Regions from separate parts of the Rattus norvegicus genome. Here region 2 is linked to region 1. The links are chromatin contacts, called in public Hi-C maps. All regions are on one chromosome and are shown on one strand. The core of a region is the stretch at or near the end of the contact, and the rest is flanking DNA. Distances in the headings are between cores, read along the strand shown.

What was found. A called contact is a pair of places that touch in the nucleus more often than the background predicts.
Region 2: a contact with region 1 is called in a Hi-C map of frontal cortex, with 3 times the contacts expected there. The contact joins two enhancer-like sites. A contact is called at or near these places in 6 of 12 Hi-C or Micro-C datasets (the A7r5 cell line, the Rat2 cell line, Schwann cells and 3 more).

What each region holds. Positions count from the first base shown.
Region 1 is chr1:229,647,678-229,650,719 of GRCr8, forward strand. The region is part of intron 1 of Trpm3 (transient receptor potential cation channel, subfamily M, member 3); the gene reads left to right. LOC108349823 (a long non-coding RNA gene) reads right to left here. Exons shown (of 3, transcript XR_005494852.2): 3 at 2,645-3,042. Among named protein-coding and RNA genes, the nearest start is that of Mir204, 94 kb to the right of the region's middle. Within about 2 kb of position 1,689, at least 8 of the 93 cell types and tissues checked have an H3K27ac peak or open chromatin away from gene starts, as enhancers often do.
Region 2 is chr1:229,827,992-229,830,810 of GRCr8, forward strand. The region is part of intron 8 of Trpm3 (transient receptor potential cation channel, subfamily M, member 3); the gene reads left to right. Among named protein-coding and RNA genes, the nearest start is that of Mir204, 86 kb to the left of the region's middle. Within about 2 kb of position 1,395, at least 15 of the 93 cell types and tissues checked have an H3K27ac peak or open chromatin away from gene starts, as enhancers often do.

The DNA of each region.
Region 1 (3,042 bases), core at 439-2,938:
CTACGGCTTCAGCATGGCTCCCTCATGCCTGCTGTGACTGGAGCTATCATAATTCTGGTTCACATGTCAAGCCTACCTCATTAGGAAGGCTCAGGGTTGGTGTCCCATCATCTCCCTAGAAGTTTCATAAGGCAGCCTGCAAAGACCAGTTGGCTCAATCTAGAAATGTAAGATATAGTGTTGTAAGGAGGTGACTTTGACAATGAGAGAGGGAGCCATAAAAGTGTACAAATTCTTCCTCCCTCTGCTTGGCACCCTTCCTTCTGAGTTTAGTGGCTCTCGTGGTTTTTGTCAGGAACCCGGGTACCTGGCTGATAGTTTTCATTTTAATTCCCATAACTGGGTTTTCCTAGAAGAGATGGGCATATCTTAAACATAGTGCCGTTTCTCTTATTTAGCTTGTTCTCCTATCTTGTACCTAAGAAGTCTTTGCCTAACTCAAATATGTGGTTATCTGCAGAGCCTGTTTCCCATTCCCTATTCATATCCATACACACCTGGGGGATCCATATTGCTGGGGGATGGGAGATGATGTCAGTTTATATGTTGGGCCACATAATAGAGTCAAATCACACAGCCCCGTTTAGCCTGTTCCTGCTGCTGGGAAGTGCCACCTGTGTCACTTACCAGTTGTGGGTTTGATCCTTGTTTCTGTATTCCATTGCTTCTGTCTGTGTGCTGTTATTATGCAGACTGTGTTAATGGATCCACAGCTTTTCCTGTGTGCACTGGTCCAGTGTAAACAATTCATTTGCTGTTCATCAAGCTTACAAGCTTCAGCTCTTTGCATCCCAGATACTTTCAGTAGACCCAGTTAGCGAAATGAAATTGTCACAGGATTTGGTCTTCTGATCCATCAGTCTACTTCAGGCTTCCTTTGCTGTGGTCCTCCTTAGTTGCTCTAACACACACTTTGCTAACTTGATGGCTTTCTCTTCTGTGCTATTTTAGACCCACAAGTTCGTGCTGACTTTACAGCTCAACATTCATCAAACATTTACATACAATTTTCTAGTTCTTGGTGCCAGATTGCTTTGAACCCCTGTGTCGTGAGGCATACTCTGCTCTATTTATATCCTATAGTCTAATGCATAATTGGGTCTGCACACGTCTCTGCCAACCACCTTTCACAACTGCTTGTCACACACACACAGCTGATACACAGCACTGAGTCACAGCCATGTCTCTTTAAGGAGAACTTGCTTTTATATATTGGTTCATTTGCTACTCACTTCTGAAGGAATTTTAAGACAGGACCTCACTCCCTCACCCTTACCGACCTCGAGTACATGATTTTTCTCAGCAGCCCTGTGAGTACTGGGATTGCAGATGTGCCCCGCCATGCCTGCCAAAGATGCCTTGTTCAGTACACATCACTGGGTCATTAACACAGCACGCAGGGCTGGCTGCACTAGAATTGGCGCCTGAACTAAGCTTATCTAAAATGTCCTTCCTAATTCATGGCACAGAATTCTTGCACCGAGGGATCCTGTGTAGCACTACGCTTGGGGAAGGATTTCACAGCAAATAACCAGCGAAAAGCACAGTAATGTGAAAAACTTGGTGCTAAACAGAGCATGCGAGTTTCTAGTATGCAAATGAAAGAGGCGGGCAGAGCATTACCTCCCTCCTACTGCACCAGGAGCTCTTGAGGGATGATGGGAACTTTCCGTTATGCTGCACATGCCAGCAAAGCCCAAGAAAACAACAAGAGTGCAGAACTGAGGCCATGACTAAATCATATCAAGCAGGCAAATTCAAACAGACAAAAATCTATGAAAGTCAAAGATCAACTGTGTTGTTTAAATAAAGTCACACTGCTCTCAGTGAGTTGTAACATTAAAAAAATCAAATCTTGAATGTCCAGGACAGGGCTTGGAGATGGTTCAGTTTGTAAAGGGCTCGCCATGCAAATGTGAGCCTGTGTTCCATCCCCAGAACCCACAGGGGATACCTAGTGAACTGGTGACAGGTGTAATCTCAGTGCTGGGAAGGCAGAGGTAGGGACATTGGCCAGCCAGTCTAGCCTAATTGGTGAGTTCAAAACCAGTGAGAGACCATGTTTCAAGAGAGGTGGCTGGCCTTTCCAGAGAGTATGGCCTCCATCTCCGGGAGCACATATGCATGCATACACACATGTGCACATGCACACACCAACATGTACACATGTAGAAGTGAGTAAATTACACTTCAGACATTTGGCTTAATCCTGCTGTTTTAACTTTTTATCTACCCTTAAAGTTGCCTGTTCTACCTTCTTTGCAGCTCAAGTTCTTTTTTGTGTATGTGTGTGTATGTGTGTGCCTAGGCACATGTGTACATGTCAGAGGGCAATTGGAGGAGTTGGATTTTACACTGTCTGGGTTCTACCAACCAAACTCTGGGTTTTCAGCAAATACCTTCACCCAGTGAGCCACCTGGCTGGTCTTCAACTTCTCCTTTAAGATACCATCCATTTTTACTTTGGTTATTTCTACAGTCACATCTTAGAAGAATTACTGTTTGGGCTTGAAAGAGCCTTTTAAAAGTTTCCAGAGACCTCCTAGTGCTTACCTCCCTAGAATCTAGCAGACGGGTGACACCAGTTTAACCTGACCCTCTCCATTTCTGATCTTATACCTCCTCCTCCTCCTCCTCCTCCTCCACAGCACTCCCCCTCCTCTCCTGCCCCCTCCTCTTCCTCTTCCTCTTCCTCTTCCTCTTCCTCTTCCTCTTCCTCTTCCTCCTCTAGCCCAGGTTGATTCTGGATCCTTCAGCTTCCTCCTCTCATAAGCTTATCAACAGAAAATGAGGTCCATGGCCACCACCAACCTATGTTACACTTTCTTCTGTCACTCTTCATGTCTTTTCTGTGGTTGGTGGAAACTTAAAAAAATTCCCGCTTCTTGCATTAAGAGTCTTTGCATAAGATGATTGGTGCCTCACGCTCTTCCACAAAATACTGTCATAGGAAGGAAAGTTCAGCAGAAGGAAAGGATTAAGTTGTTGAGGAAAAGTCCTTATCTCATTTTGCTCTAGTGTCAGCCGTACTCACTGTTGATT
Region 2 (2,819 bases), core at 145-2,644, 180 kb after region 1:
CTGTAGTTCTCTCCTATAAACCTGTCGATAAATAATGCCTTACAGTATTTGAAGCTTTATTTCTCTCCACACATTTTTAAGTTTCTCAATAGAAAAAGAAACTGTGTTAGCCAACAAGATACCTGGGCTACTAGGAGAAGGAGAAAGGAGGAGAGAAAGGAGAAGGTGTGTGTGGTGCTCAATGTGCTCAAAGAACATGATATGCTTGACGGAAACTGTCGTTTTGAAGCCTATCATTTTGCCTCGTGTATACCTGTGTATTTAAAAACCTTTCAGTATACGTGGGGATCAATACAGTTATTCATCATTCAGCAGGGCTTCAACTGAGGAAGGAGCAGAATAAACCATGTCATTTCCTTGTTTTCCTTTAAGCATCCCTTTTCTCTCTGTAATGTCTGAAAGTCTTTAAGCCAAGTGAGAGTTGAAGTTGGGGGTTTATGCTTGACTTGGTTTGGTTTGGTGTAGTTCAGTTCAATTCAGTTTGGTTTCATTCATTCTGTACTAAGAATCAAAACCAGGCCATCACTTATGCTAGGCAACTATTCTACTACTAATTTACACCACAGTGGATGCTGTTCCTACACATGGGATCTATATAGTTTTCTTATGGATCTCACTATAGACCTTATATTGGGTCAAAAATTATCCCCCCCTCCTTTACCCTATAATTCATTAATGATGCTCAGTTCTGTGCCAAGAACTTAACATGTAGTTATCTCTTTTGACTTTTAATAGAAAAATATAATGGGAAAGACTCCCACTTTCCAGATAAGGAAATGCAGGTTTCCAAGTAGAGGTGAACCTGCCCAAGGGCAAGTACAGCCAATGAGAAGCAGAACAGAGTTGACTGCTGACTTCAGGCCTCTACTGTTATGCAGAGAATGGGCTTGATGAAGAAGCAAGGGAGGAAGACGGATGCAGCTTATTGGGGCTGCTGTAATTATCTGGGAGAGAGGACTGTAGCTTGGAACTGATGATGATGGGCATTGTACTCATTTGGATTCAGTGTAAAGAAGGTATCAAAACCATTGACAATATTCACTACTTATAATAGTTACACTGGTTACTGATGATAGCCAGTATACTACCAAGTGTTCTTGAGACTTCCTCACAAGCTACCAGAGATGTCCACTTAATTTTTTACTTGTGACATGGAAAATGAAAGCATTCATAGGAGCAGGAGAACTCGGCGCTGTGTGTTCACATTGGCACTGGGAAGGAAGAGGACTAATCACTCTGGCTTCCAGAGAAACAATGAAGCTGATAGACTAAATTGTTCTTTCTTTGAATCAAATCCATCTGAGATTGAAAGAATAGGAAACTTTTCAAAACAAGGTTCACTGTGGGTCAGGAAAATGTGGCCCTAGACTAATAGTCCCTTTCACCGCTGAACGAATGCCACACTCTTCCTTTGTCAGGTCAGAAAATGCAGCTTTGTGTGAAGGTTTCATTCTCCCACCAGCATCCTTTTTAATTTGCCAAGCTGCTTTAAGGGGGAAGCCAACTGGGGCTACATTTTGTTTCCTTTTGTATTTCCATTCAGTCATGTGAAAAAAGAACCCCCAACCCCTGCTTGCTTTTCATTCTTCTCCTGTAGCCCAAGAAAAAAGGCTGTGGAGGAGGCCAAGTTGAAATAAAAAACTGCAAAAGGGAAGAGAAAAAACGACAGTGTCTTCAGGCTCAGCATTGTGTAAACAAACAAGGGAAGGCCTCTGCCCATGGGACTGAAGCCAGGCACATAGGACCAGTTCAAGGCAGGGGAGGGTCTGGTTGGATTCGATTCCAGTAACTGGCCTTTGTGATTTTCTCATTTATTTGCCCTCTGTTATTTGCCTTTGTTTAAGACAATAATATCATGCTATGATATAATCTTGGAGCTCCATTTACAAATGCTCTCAAACATATTAACTCAAGCAAACAAAACTCAGGATTATCTTGGGGCAAATACGCACTCTACAAAGTCTGGGCACTGGCCTCACACATCCATCACCAATGGGCTTCTACTTATCCACAAGGCCAGGAAGGCTTGCTTTTTACTATGTCTCATAATAGGAACACTACTTCATATGATCCGTGCTTTTCATATAGTACATACATACCCACAAGTGAGAAGGCCTGATTGTGTTCAGACAGGGCTGACCAGGAATTTATGCTTCACATCTGTCACAGTGTGGGCGTGTCTTTGCAGTATTTCTCATCCAGAGCCCAGGTAGAGTTCTTCCCAGTGTCTCCAGTCATACCAGTAAAGATATGCCATGATCTTTACTTCACTTTAGAAGATCTCAAACCCAGTCTGGAATCACTTAGCTTGTAGTCTTATAGGTTAATCATAAGAGATACAGACATTGCCATGTTGTCTAGTCAGGGCATAAGAATACAGACTTCTGTGAACCTCATTCTTTCCCAATTACATGACCTTCCACATGGATTCAAGGTCATCAGCTATGAAATATAAAATAGAGTCAGTGGCAGTACTAATGTTGGGTATTTGTGAGTCTGGCTGAAGTCATGATGGTGACATACAAGCAGTGTTTGAAATCCTGTCAATGCACAATAAACAAGTGTTGGTGTACTGACTTAACACCATTGGAGTCTCTGAGACAGGGAAATTTTCACATTGTTCTGAGGAGACACAGAGTCAGTCACCAAGATGGGCATGCAAGAAATGAAGATTGAATTATATCTCAGAGAGCAAAGAGCTGGAAGGCAGGCAGAGTGTTTGGATGGGGCAGACCAGCAAAAGGAAGAGAGAGACACATAGGGAACTTACAAGGAAAACAGACAGAAGGGCATTGCTGTGACCTGTACCCAAACATGAT